3 separate regions of the Mus musculus genome follow, and all the other regions are linked to region 1. The links are chromatin contacts, called in public promoter capture Hi-C maps. All regions are on one chromosome and are shown on one strand. The core of a region is the stretch at or near the end of the contact, and the rest is flanking DNA. Distances in the headings are between cores, read along the strand shown.

Region 1 (4,304 bases), core at 957-3,456:
TCAAACAACAACAGCAAAACGCTATAAAGATTATGAAACTACATAAAATACAAAATGTCATGCTCACAAATAAAAATTCTAATAAAACACGAGTTGTTTTGTTTCCTAATATGCTGGCTGTGGCTGCTTTCACATGAGCCATGCAGTTTTTGCTTCAATGACAGTATTTTATAAAGTAAAATATTTTCCTGACTCTTTGCAAAGGAAACCCAGCCTGTTATTCTGCAGTTACTGCCGTCTTTAATCCTCGTCAAGCTCTAGCCAATCACTTAAAATTCTAGTTTGTGGTTTGGAGAGATGGTACAGTGGTTAAGAGCCCGACTGCTTGCTCTTCCAGAGGTCCTGAGTTCAATTCCCAGCAACCACGTGGTGGCTCAAGGCCATCTGTAATGGGACTGGATGCCCTCTTCTGGTGTGTCTGAAGACAGCTACAGTGTACTCATATACATAACATAAATAATTCTAAAAAATCCTAGAAAACCACTTTTCTTCTCAATACCATTAGTGTGTTTGTGCAGATACCTACATGCTATAGCGAGTGTTTTGAGATTAGTGGACAGCTTTCAGGAGTTGTTAGTCTCCTTTGTTCTTAAAGATTGGGCCTCAGTAACAAACTCTATGCCTCTGCCTCTGGCATGCACTACAGGAATGGCTACTACTTTTATCTTTCTAGTTTACTTTTTCACTTATTATAGACAACTGATAGAAATGACAAGCAGCCAGAGGCTTCCTTCATTTTGCCAGCCTGTGTCAAGCACAGTACCTAGAACACAGTGGATAAGGAAATACTTGAAAATCCAGAGGCGTGGTGTGTTCTTTGGAGGCAGAGGCAGGCGGATTTCTGAGGCTAGCCTCAGGCTAGCCTGGTCTACAAAAGGACTACACAGAGAAACCTTGTCCAATGGGGTGAAAAAAGACAAAACAGGAAGAAGGTGACAGAAGGCAGCAACTAGGCTTAAGAACCATTGGAGGGGCCTGCATCAGCTTCCGGACCCTAGGAGGGTGGACCTAGGAACACGTGTTTCAAGGGCCAGTATCTCATATCTTCCTAAAAGTGGTCATGACTTTGCTCACCAGAGGAGTCTTCATCCACGTTCTCATACTGCAGAAGTCGATCTAGAAGGAAACTGAGACAAGTGGGAAGGAGGGTGGGTATCCCCATTTTGGTGGTCTTGAGCCCTACCTAGTCCCTCCTAGGAGACCCACTGGATCCTCCTAAGACTGCATGCATTTGGGATCCTGTTCCGGGACGGCGTAAGAACGGATTCCCTGGGAGTTAACAGTGCCCTCGTGCCCACAAGATGCCTTACCTCTTGTCTCGGGAAACCTTCAGCAATTTCCTTTGCGCCTTTCTGAGCTCCTCCTGGAAGCACTCGTGCTCCTGCGGCGGACAGGGCGGGTGCTGAGCCAAGAGCAATCCATAAAAGACCCAGAACCCGGAGACATCTCTCCCTACTCACCCCCTTTACCACATGGGTAAACTGAGGTCCTCTCCGAGTTAGGCCTCACACTCCACAACCGCCCCACGCTGGCACTCACGTAAATGAGGAACTTGAGCTTCCGCTTCAGATTCCTGTATTTCTTTTTGTAGTCCACTTCGCCGTCCGCTGGTCCGTTCATGACCCGCCAGGGAGAAACGCCCCGGAGTAGAGTCCCGCTACCCAAGTCCGCCCGGCCTCTCACACCTCCACTTCCGGAGACTTTGCAACGCCGTATGAAACGGACTACAACTCCCAGCGTCCTCCGCGCGCGGGGAGCGTAATCACACCGCCCGCCCTCCTGGGGGAAGACCCGAAAGGAACGCTGCTTCCAGTGGCTTCGCGGTGAGCTGAGGTCACAGAGGAGCTGGACACTGGGGGGGCACAATTATTGATTGTAAACTGTTTATAAAGATTTGGAACCAAAAGAATATAACCAGAAATTCAGTATGTTAGCGAGAATACCGTCTCCCTTCTGCCTTTCGAAACAAGCGACCTAATTTGTTAATCCCGACCACAGGGATTGATTGAACTGATTACGTTATAAAGACTGCCGGCGCCGAACCGGCTTCTAGCGAAAATTTTAACACGTAGTTTTAGCAAAGAGTCGAAACCTCGCTCAAGACCCACCAGCTGCTCAGGAAAAAGCAAGGTCGGCCAAAGTTTTCCGTCTCAGTGCTCCACATCGGAGGCTCAACGGTCCCATTCCTCACGAAGCCGCCGCACTGCGCGTGCGCAAACTACTGTCGCTCGGGAAACCAGCCTTGAAGAAAAAAAGGCGGGAGCAACCAATCCCTGGTGACGCAAAATGGCGCCGGGAGATGAGATGCGAAAATTCACTCGCAGCTTCTTTCGAGCTTGCCCGGACCTCAGGTGCATAGAGTCTGGGTATTAGAGTCTGGGTTGTGAAGGGGAGGGGTTAGGCTGGAACTCTGTCATGACACGTGTCTCTGTAGCTCGGTTACGCACGCCATCGTGCGACAGAAATTTTTGATTCACGTGGGTCGGGATCATCTTGAACCTGAAGAGAAGCAGGCGTTGAAGCGGCTGGTGGAGGAGGAGCTGCCGAAAATGCAGGTGTGGGTCTAACCCTGGGCCAGCAGAGACAGGGTTTGTTGCTGAGGGGTTGGGGCAGGGCATCTTGGTTCGGTTTGCCCTCATGCTGCACCCACAGGCGGATGCTGGTACCAGGGAAGGAAAGCCAGACTTTATCAAAGTGAAGAGGTCTCCTGCTCCCTGCAGTGACCCAAAGAAGAAAAGGTTCCGCTTTAATTCAGAGTCAGGTTAGTGCCTTCTTCCCTGTTTATCTGTCTGTGACTCCAGCATCATTGGTTTCTTCAAAAGGCGAGGCGCATGTATTAATTGCAAGGCTGGGGCTTGGGGGACAGTGAGTCAGGAACCAGCTGGGGCCACAGCTGTGGTGCTTCTTGCTGCCCTTCACTCTTAACCAGAGTAGATCTAGAAGCATCCTATTCTAGATGGAAGGAGAGGGAGGAATCCATCCAGTCCCATCCCCATGTTTCAGAATCCAGCTCTTCACCATCCAGTCCAGATGGCTCAGGACCCTCAACAAAGAACAGGACAACCAAGAAGACATGTCTAAGAAGAGCCTTAAAGAAAGCAGTTGAGAGCACAGATGAAGACCACCAAACAGACCTGGATGCAAAGATGGGATTGGAGGAGAGCAGTGAGGGGGAAGCAGAGGGCTCTGTTAGATCAGGTAAGGTCACCGAGGAAGAGGAGGACATGAAACAAGAACAGAAGGGCCAGGTTAGAAAGCAAGCTGGGGCCAAAGACAAGCAAGTACCACTCAAGGCAGACAGGAAGCAGGTTAGGGAAGAGAGTGGGAGCAGTGAGGAGGAGGCTGTGCTGCAGAGAGCAAAGGTGGAGGGAAGCACAGGTGCTAACTGCCAGGAGGAGAGTGAAGAGAGCGGAGAGGAGAGCCCAGCTAAGAAGAAAGAGCTTAGTGAGCCCAGATCCAGAAGTAACAGAGCAGAGAGAACAGCCAGGGAGAGAAAGAGCTATAAGCAGAAAAGCAGGCCTGGGAGGCCAACTGGAGGCTTGCGAGACAGCGAGGCAGAGAAGGAAGGGGGCACAGTGGGCAGTGGGGACAGCAGTGAGGAGGGGGAGGCAGAGAAGGAAGGAGGCACAGTGGGCAGTGGGGACAGCAGTGAGAAGGGGGAGGCAGAGAAGGAAGAGGGCACAGTGGGTAGTGGGGACAGCAGTGAGGAGGGAGAAGAGCACTCGGTGAAGAGAAAGAGCAAGGTCAGGACCCAGACCGAGAGTGGGAGGAGGCAGAACACAAGCAGCAGGGATGACAGTAACAGCACACAGGAGCAAGCAGCTGCTCAAGGCACTACAAAGTCAGGCAGCCTAGGCAGCAGTAATGGTGACAGTGACACAGAGAGGGAAGTGAGTGACTCCCAGGCAGGACAAAACACCAAAGAGGAGAGGAAGAGCCGCTCTTCCAACAAGAGCTCCAAGAACGGCCAGGCCCGAAGTTGTTCATCTTCATCAGATTCGAGTCCAGAACCCACAGGTCAGAAGGGCAAGGCCCGAAGTTCCTCATCTTCATCAGATTCAGGTCCAGAACCCACAGGTCGGAAGGTGAGAGGACACACCAGGTGGGTGGGATCCACTCAGGAAAAGGGACTTCAGCTGCAAACTCCTTATTAGGCTGCCTCTCGCTGTGGAGAGGACCACCCAGCTGTGGCTAGACTAAAGCGTTACATTCGAGCCTGTGGTGCCCACCGAAACTACAAGAAGCTGCTGGGCTCCTGCAGCTCCCACAAGGCGCGCCTGAGTGTCCTCAGGGCTGAGCTGGAA
Region 2 (4,232 bases), core at 1,416-3,915, 360 kb after region 1:
CGTTGGCTCATCCTGGGCATAATCCTCTTTCTCAGCTTTCGCCTCCACTTCCTGCTTCCTTGCCCCTGTCCACCTCCACCTGTCAAACCTTCATTTCTTCATTCTGCTTCTTGAATTCTTCGTCCTCATCAGAGTCACACTCTGGGAACTGATAGATGTTGATCTCCTCCTCTTTCAACTGGTCCCGGATCTCAGAGCAGATAGAAGGAGAAACGGACATTACATGGCTAGAAACAGTGGGGTAGATAGAATGGGGTGATCAGAGAGAAAGAACGATATGAAGGACAAATGGTGAGAAATGGCCACACAAGATGACCAAAACCAAACCTCAGAGACATGATGGTGAGAAACTCAGATAGGACAAATATCAAAATACGAGGGGGCCGGGCGTGGTGGCCCACGCCTTTAATCCCAGCACTCCGGGAGGCAGAGGCAGCGGCAGCCGGATTTCTGAGTTCGAGGCCAGCCTGGTCTATAAAGTGAGGTCCAGGACAGCCAGGGCTATACAGAGAAACCCTGTCTCGAAAAACCAAAAAAAAAAAAAAACAAAAAAAAAAAAAAACAAAAAACAAAAAAAAAACAAAAAAAAAAAAAAACCCGAGGACGTGGGTCCGTGGGAAAGCACTTTGAAGACAGTGAGACAGGCAGCCATCACTATCGCAGAACCAAAGAGACCCCAGGAGTTGAGTTGTGGTGCCCCTCCCCCTTTCCTCTTAGTCAAGCATCTAGTTCCAGGGCTGTATGACCGGTCTGTTCTGAGCCTGAGCCCTTAGGGCCATGGTGCTTGTGGCAGGATCATAACCCTTTCCTCACCCCACCCCCAAAAAGGTCACCCCAAGATTAAAAAAAAAGTCCAGACAGACAAGGTTGAATCATGGCCTTGGCTGTCACTTAGGGGCCTCAGCCATACCTTCTGCTTGAGGGCCTGAGTCTCCCTAGGCATCAGGGCGTCTGCTTTACCGATGACCGGGATGATATTGACTTTCTCGTGCACTGCCCGGAGGAAAGCCACATCTAGGGGCCGGAGCCTGTTTCAGGGATTTATTGGTCAGGACTCAGCTTCAAGTACTGAGCTTTCTCCAGCCTCCCCAACCAGTCCACCCCCAGGGTGCTCTCCAGACCCTCGGCCAAAGGGTGAGATGAAGTAGAGGCAGCAATGGACTCTGGAATCCTGGATGTTCTTCCTGTTCAAGCCACTCTCATCCCTGAGGTATTGCTCAAACTGCTCCTCAATGAAGCGAACCACAGGCAGCCAGCTGGTGTGTGGGAAGGAGATAGATAGTCCGAGATCACAGGCCAGGGGACAAGATGAAGCTAACCAGGACTGTGCAGTCCCAAGTCATTTCTTTGCTCCTAACCAAAGCCATCAGGGACAGCTGGCCACAGTACATGAGACATCAGAATGTGGTGGCTGCACACCTGTAATCTCAGCACTCAGGAAGCTGAGGCAGGAGGATTGTCACATTTGAGGCCACCATGGCCTACATAGTGAGTTCCAGGCCAGCTAGGGCTAATGTGACACCATGGCTAAAAACAAAAACAAGCCACAACAACAACAAAAGCATCGAACAAACCAGGCATGCATATATATACCTGTAATCTCAGGAGGAGGACTTTGAGTTTCAGGCCAGTCTGGGCTACACAGTGAATTTGAGGTCCCTGAGCTACATAGAAAAACCTTATCTCAAAACAAGAAACACTGGATACTTTGGGCTAGATTGTTACCAGAAACAGGTGCCCCCTTTTGGGTCAAGGGGCTGTGACAAGCCAGCCCTACAACTGACCTCTGGTTTTCCATAATGGAAGAAAGGCTTAGCTCCTGCCCCTCCCCCTTCTCACCAGTCTGAGCAGTCCACAGAGTCCCCAAAGCCAGGCGTGTCCACCAAGGTCAACTTCACCTTGATACCTCCCTCCTCAATCTCCACACCCCGGCGCTCAATGGTCAGAGTTTGTGCCGTGCGAGCTATGGGGACAGAGAATTGGCTGCGTAGGGCTCTGAAGCAGGGCTCCATTCCCACATGTGTTTTCAGGGGAGGAAACCATCTCAGAGAAAACCAGAGGCCACCAAAGTCCCCAGATAGAAAGAAAAAGAATGCAGCCTGATAACACAGGAAGAGGCCAGGGACAGCACAGAGGGAAGCCAGGACAGCAGTGGGGATGGGAAGCCTGTGGAGACTCGGGGTAGATTTACCACTGGCATCTGGCACCTGCCGATCCTCGTAGAGGTTGGTGAGGAACAAGCTGTTGATGAGGGTGGATTTCCCCAGGCCTGACTCCCCTGTGTACGGGACAGGCCCACTGGTCAGACAGGAGGATGGCCATGATCTCATAAGTACATCACCCCCTCCAGAACCCACAGACCTGCCACCATGAGTGTGAAGTCAAACCCCTTCTTGACAGACTTGCGATGCAGCTGGTTGGGCAGGGCAGCAAAGCCCACATATTCCTTGTCCTGTGGGGGTAAAGGGAGACAATATGAGGTTCTTGGACATGGCAGGGAGTGCCCCAGTACCACCTGAGCCCAAAAGCTAGTAAGGCCACTTACTGTGGGTTAACTTTGAACTGGGGACCCTCGAGGGAGAGAGCTGGCCCTGAATGACTAGATTCCTGGGCCCCCGAGAACTCACCATGGCTCTGCTGGTTGTCGCTTGCACCTGGTGTTGCTCCCCACTTCCTCTGGTGGGGCAGGAAGTTGAACGGTGTCAAACAAAGGGGGGGGGGTGGAGTGAGGGGGCAGTGCAGGAAGCTGAGCTGCTTAGAGAGAGGTGAGAACCCATGCCCATCCCTTTTCTTTTAGTCCAAAGATTTTATTCTTTGCGCACACAAGTAGAGGCCAGAACAGGGCATTGGATCCCCTGGACCTGGAGTCACAGGGAGCTGAGCATTGCCTGGCATAGACAGAGGGAGCTGAGTTTGGGTCCTCTGTAAGAGTGGCACCCTCTGAATTGATAAGCCCCGATGCATCTCTTCCCGCCACCTTATATACAGCTTCAGCCCCTTCATTCTCCACATGGCTTTATGATGAGACTTACCATGGCCCTCATCATCATGGTGAGAGGTGGGTATGGACAGAAAGAAAGGAAGCAAGATGTTCTCCTTAGCAAGTCTGATAAGAGTTGAGCAAGATGATTTGCAAAAAGTAAAAAAAAAGTTCCCAGGGTGTGAGCGAACATAAAAACCACGATAGAATTGGAGGTAGGTGACTAACAGTTCCAGGCTCAGGCTATGGGTTCTTTTTGAGGGTCTTAGTGCTTGGATTGAACTCAAGTCATGGGTACTGCTGTGCTCAACTCCACTATACTCCCAGCTCCCAATGGATTTTGGACATTTTGACACAGGACTGTCAAAGGTCTTGCTGTCTATCCAGTCAGGCCTTGAATCAGCCTCCTGAAAGCTAGGACTCCAGGCCCACGTGTACCTCCATTACAGCTGTCTTGCTTTTGAGACTGGATCTCCTGGAAGCCTAGGCTGGCTTCAAACTCACTTTGTTGTCAGAATGACCTTCAGCTCTTGATCTACTATGCCTTGTCCCTGGCTGTCCAGGGCTGGGATTACAGGTGTGTGCAGACCTGGTATTTGGTCACAACTATCAGAAAGGCTTTCAAGATCCAGACCCAGGAAGTCACAGCTCAAACTCTTGAGAGCTGCTCCCCCAACGCCCCTAGCCCCTCTACATCAGAATGCAGTCTGCACTCTAGTCTTCTAGTCTTGGGAAGCAAGGTTTGTTTGTCCCTCTTTGCCTGATGGCCTCTCTCTCTCTCTCTCTCTCTCTCACACACACACACACACACACACACACACACACACACACACACACACACACACACACGAGTGATCTGTCTTCACAAACACCCAGAAGGGAGAATCAGATCCCATTACAGATGGTTGCTAGGAATTGAACTCAGGACCTCTGGGAGAGCAGTCAGTGCTGTTAACCAATAGGCCATCTCTCAAGGCTTTTATTTATTTATTTTTACGATTTATTTATTTATTATATGTAAGTACACTATAGTTGTTCTCAGACACTCCAGAAGAGGGCGTCAGATCTTGTTACGGATTATTGTGAGCCACCATGTGGTTGCTGGGATTTGAACTCAGGAGACCTTCGGAAGAGCAGTCAGTGCTCTTAACCTCTGAGCCATCTCACCAGCCCCTCAAACCCCTTTTTAAAAAACCATTTTATTTTATTGTTTTATTTGTATGGGTGTTTGCTTGCTTGCACATATGTCTGT
Region 3 (4,498 bases), core at 1,066-3,565, 380 kb after region 1:
CTGCGGTAGAACTATAGTTTCTTATACAACCAGAACCCAACTGCCATTTGGAGAATATTTAACTAGAATTGGAAAGAGGGCTCAGTGGCTAAGAGCATTTACTTCTCTTGCAGAAGATTTGGTTTGGTTCCCAGCACCCACATGGTGGCTCGCAACCATCTGTGACTCCAGCTCCCGGAGATCTGACTCCCTCTCCTGACCTCTTGGGGCTCCTGCAGGCATGCAGCACACATACAGGTACTCAAGTGTGCACAAACACACATTCAAAGAAAAAAAGAAAAACTTTCAGAAGCTAGAGAGCTGGCTGCTCTTTCAGAGGCACAGGGCTTGGTTCCCAGCACCCTCGTGCATCCCTCACAACTCTTGAGTCCACCTCAGGAGATCCCACACCTTCTTGTGGCCTATTTGGGCATCTGCAAGCATGTGTACACACACAGTCGTGTATCTTTAAACAGTAACCTTAAAAAAAGGCATTTAACTGCGAAGGAGCATCCTGACCATCAGGACAGCTCCGGAGCCGCTTCTGCCGCCTCCTGTTCAGCTTCCCGACGCAGTCTCTTTCCTTGTGAAATGGAGGCTTCTATCTTGCTGCCCAGGTGGCTTTGAACTCAGGATCCTCCAGAGTTGCTTGTATTCCAGAGGTGAGCCATCACATGGAACTTCAAGTTTCTGTTTCCAGTCCTATCTGGAACTGATACTCATGGGAGTCACTAGATATTGGTGGTATCAGAAGCCTTTGGGACACAACTGTCCTCTCTGATTTTGTCTCCCACCCTTCTCTTTTTCTTTTTTAATTTATTTTTTTTAAAGATTGTATTTGGCCGGGCGTGGTGGCGCACGCCTTTAATCCCAGCACTCGGGAGGCAGAGGCAGGCGGATTTCTGAGTTCGAGGCCAGCCTGGTCTACAAAGTGAGCTCCAGGACAGCCAGGGCTATACAGAGAAACCCTGTCTCGAAAAACCAAAAAAAAAAAAAAAAAAAAAAAAATAAAGATTGTATTTGCTGGGCATGGTGGCGCACACCTTTAATCCCAGCACTTGGGAGGCAGAGGCAAGTGAATTTCTGAGTTCAAGCCAGCCTGGACTACAGAGTGAGATCCAGGACAGCCAGGGCTATCCAGAGAAACCCTGTCTCGAACCCCCCCCCCAAAAAAAAAAAAACCAAAACAAAAAACCAAAACAACAACCACAAAGATTGTATTTATTTTATGTGTATGAGTACTCTGTAGCTCTCTCAGACACACCAGAAGAGGGCATCTGATCCCATTACAGATGGTTGTGAGTCACCATGTGGTTGCTGGGAATTGAACCTGTGGAAGAGCAGTCAGTGCTCTTAACCATTGAGTCATCTCTCTGGCTCCTTTATTATTTTTATTAGAAAAAAAAAGTTTCACTATGCAGGTCTGCCTGGCCTTCAACTTACAGAAGTCCACCTGCTTCTGCCTCCCCAGGGCTAAGTGGCACCATGCCCAGTTAAAAATATCTAGAGAGATAGGCAAGATGGTACTGTATGTAGTATTGTAGAGTGGATTTGACCTTGGGCTATTTCTTCCCACACTACCAGTAGTGAGAAATGCTTCTTTACTGTATAATTTAGGTAAATCAGTCCTCTCTGAACTATCTTTAAGTGCACGTGTAAAGTGAGATCGCAATCCTCTGTGCTGAGCAAATGTGACCCAGTGTGTAAAACAGCAAACTTTCAAGAACAGGTACCCAAGCCAGGCACGACAACTCCTGCCTTATACTCTCCAGATTCGGGGTGAGGGTCGGGGGCTTGCCACTGGTTCTAAACTAACCAGGTTTACATAGTGAGCCTCTGACAAGTCAGAAACAACACTCGGTAGATGAAAGCGACAGATTGGGCGGTGGTGGATCTGGGCCGCATGCGGGCAAACAGTAAGCTGTCTGGCAGATCAGGGGATGGGAAGGCGACGCGAGAAAGAACGAAGAAGGAAAAAGGAGGGGAAAGAAGAGAGGAGGCAACAGGGCCCGCTCTCCAGGCGGGGCGCCAGCGAGAGGCCCAGACCCCCGGGAGCGCACGTGGCCTACGCGGGCACAGCAATCTCGGTGGGGCGTCAAGATCCAGCAGCGGCGGAGCCCGGCTGAGGGTGGTTGGAACTCGGCTGCAGGGCCTTGAAGGCCGGGCTAGGCATGGTCTGTTGGTTAGGAGTTTCCGGGCCGCGGACACCTCTGAGTCCCGGCTACCCCTCCCGGGGCGGTTAGGGACAGAAGCTCAGGCCTCCAGCCTCTCCCCTAGGGGCGGGGCCAGACGGGCGAACCAATGAATGTCCGCCCCTGGGGCCCCGCCCCGCCCCCGCCTCCGGAGCCGCGGCCTTCGCAGAGCACCCAACCGCCCCTCGCCCAGGCCCGGGGCCGCACGAGCACCGAACCTCGGGCTGGTGAGTGCGCACTCCACCCCGGGGCCTCAGCTCCAGCGGGCCTCCGGCTCATCCCTTAGCGCTCAGGTCGCCGACCCAGGCTCTGGGGAGTGACTCAGCGCGAGGAGGGTGGCAACTCGCGGGAGCTGGAGATTCGAACTGTTCAGGGCCCTGAATGTCGGGATGAGTGGGGTGAACGGGTGTCTTCTGAGCTGGGCCCTGGGCAGTGTCGGAGCGTGGGGTTGGGTTAGGGTGGATGGGAAAGGACTGGACTCGGAGCCTGGGCAGGGCGGGGGAAGCCACGGCTGCACCGCCTTGTCTGGGCCGGGGCCACAGTGGGGGTGGGGGTGGGGGTGGGGGGCGGGTCCTGAGCCTCTGATCCAGCGCCCCGCCTCAGGACACCAAGATGCCTGGCGAACAGCAGGCAGAGGAGGAGGAGGAGGAAGAGATGCAGGAGGAGATGGTGCTGCTGGTGAAGGGTGAGGAGGAGGAGGGTGAGGAGAAGTATGAGGTGGTGAAACTCAAGATCCCTGTGGACAACAAGGAGGTACGTGTTCCGTCCCGATCCCACCCCCACCCTCGAACCTGTGCCAGGTTCAACGTCCCTCAGACAGAAGTCAAAAATCCTGCCCCCGCCTTTTCCTGGATCTCAGATCTAGAAACTCAGAATTGGCCCATCCTTGTGCTCACTGCCCCCCACGCCCCATTGGATAGACGTTTGGCCCACTGTGAGAGCCAGATGCCATGCTGGGTGCTGCTTGAGGCACCGTGCTGAGTGGCTTCAGTCTCCACGCAGCCTGATGTCTGTAAACTCACAATCCTGTATCCTGAGTCCAGATATAGGAGTTAGCAAAGGCCAGAGGTGAGGGAAGATGAGGCCAGGCCGCAGTAACAACAGCTACCTCTCGCATAGTTTATGGTGTGCCAGATGCTATTCTAAGCACCTCCAGTCTGGTTTGTTGCTAGTACTGACTCCATTTTCTAGGTGAGGAACTGAGTCTAAGACAGTTGGCAACCGACCTAAGTGACTACCCCAGACTGGAAGAGTGGCTCTGTCTGTAGGGAGCTATGGGACAGTAGTTCCCTCATACTCCAGCACAGCTCCAGGCAGGTTGGTTGGCAGAGCATGCTGGGGATCTGGGTTTTCTCCTGGAGGTTTTTAGGACATCAGAATGAGTTAGAGTCTGCCATTTGAGACCCTAACTATTCACCAATTATTTTACTTCCCAGAGCTGCCAGGGACCCTGGGCTGTCCCTTTCTCAGTAGACTTGAGTTCAGCTGGAGGGCTCTGGCTGCCTTGGGGATAAATGCTCGTTCCCCTAGCGGACCTGATGAGTTGCTGGGAAAGGACACCTGCTCTCTAGGCCTCTTCCACTGCTAACTGTGAAGTCCGGTTCTTTCCAGCCTTCTTGGCTATCATCTTCACTCAGCCTGACTTTGAGACCTCGCATACACTTTGGTTTGAACACTAAGGACCTAAGGCTCCAGAGATTAAGATGGACTTCCATTCTCATCACCTCCCTACCAGCTGACAAGTTTCTCGGCCTTGTTAGTTTTTCTTGCAGTACTAAGAATTGAGCCAAGGCTTTACCCGTCTCTGTACTGTAGCCAAGCCCTTTTCTATTGAGGTAGAGTCTCAACCAAGTTGCCCAGGTGGGCCTAGAATTTATTCTGTAGTCCAGGCAGGCAGTCCTTTGACCTTGGCATTCCTATTAATTGAGTGGGATTTCAGGCCTGAGCAAAGCTACTTGGCTTTCTACCTTCTCTGTGCCTCAGTTTCCTCATTTGTACAGGGAGAGCATAGCAGCACTTACCTCCTGGAGATGTAAGGACTGAGTGAATATGTGAGTTAGAGCTATGTCTTGCACATAAGCAGTGTGTAAGTAGTTCCGTTTTTTTCTCTGTGTGTGTAGGTGAGCGGTGTATGTGAATGTGTGTCCTGTGCTTGTGCCGGAGCTGGGCAGGTACAGCAGGTACCTGCTCCATTACTGTCCACCTGATTCCCTTGACGGGGGTCTCTCACTGGATCTGGAACTAGGCTGGTGGCCTACAAGTCCAACTGATCTTCCCCTGGCCTCTTACTACAGCACCAAGGGGTACAAGGGGTACAAGGCACACCT

The links. Capture Hi-C pulls out chosen DNA fragments and counts their contacts.
Region 2: a promoter capture Hi-C map of adipose tissue shows a contact between it and region 1. The contact joins the promoter of Septin1 here to the promoter of Ino80e in region 1. A contact is called at or near these places in 4 of 39 promoter capture datasets (the C10 cell line, cranial neural crest, embryonic stem cells and 1 more), 1 of 15 datasets of contacts at CTCF or cohesin (large pre-B cells), 7 of 484 Hi-C or Micro-C datasets (B cells, Sertoli cells, bone marrow-derived macrophages and 3 more), 16 of 115 datasets of contacts at active chromatin or transcription factors (the 230-238 cell line, the SCID.adh cell line, T-cell acute lymphoblastic leukemia and 11 more) and 4 of 9 other capture datasets (adipose tissue, liver, macrophages and 1 more).
Region 3: a contact with region 1 is called in a promoter capture Hi-C map of liver, with 3 times the contacts expected there. The contact joins the promoter of Zfp771 here to the promoter of Ino80e in region 1. A contact is called at or near these places in 2 of 39 promoter capture datasets (erythroid cells and neural stem cells), 2 of 484 Hi-C or Micro-C datasets (B cells and embryonic stem cells), 3 of 115 datasets of contacts at active chromatin or transcription factors (bone marrow-derived macrophages, embryonic stem cells and large pre-B cells) and 3 of 9 other capture datasets (adipose tissue, liver and macrophages).

The regions. Positions count from the first base shown.
Region 1 is chr7:126,860,166-126,864,469 of GRCm38.p6, forward strand. It overlaps Ino80e (INO80 complex subunit E), which reads right to left and starts at 2,207. Exons shown (of 8, transcript NM_001370765.1): 1 at 2,109-2,207; 2 at 1,540-1,852; 3 at 1,311-1,381; 4 at 1,075-1,127. The coding sequence starts at 2,164. Hirip3 (HIRA interacting protein 3) reads left to right here and starts at 1,807. Exons shown (of 7, transcript NM_172746.3): 1 at 1,807-2,351; 2 at 2,435-2,555; 3 at 2,653-2,761; 4 at 3,004-4,085; 5 at 4,155-4,304. The coding sequence starts at 2,287.
Region 2 is chr7:127,215,780-127,220,011 of GRCm38.p6, forward strand. It overlaps Septin1 (septin 1), which reads right to left and starts at 2,666. Exons shown (of 11, transcript NM_017461.2): 1 at 2,628-2,666; 2 at 2,362-2,452; 3 at 2,192-2,278; 4 at 1,840-1,963; 5 at 1,122-1,256; 6 at 911-1,028; 7 at 89-190. The coding sequence starts at 2,630.
Region 3 is chr7:127,242,211-127,246,708 of GRCm38.p6, forward strand. Zfp771 (zinc finger protein 771) reads left to right here and starts at 2,316. Exons shown (of 3, transcript NM_177362.4): 1 at 2,316-2,398; 2 at 2,775-2,924. The coding sequence starts at 2,784.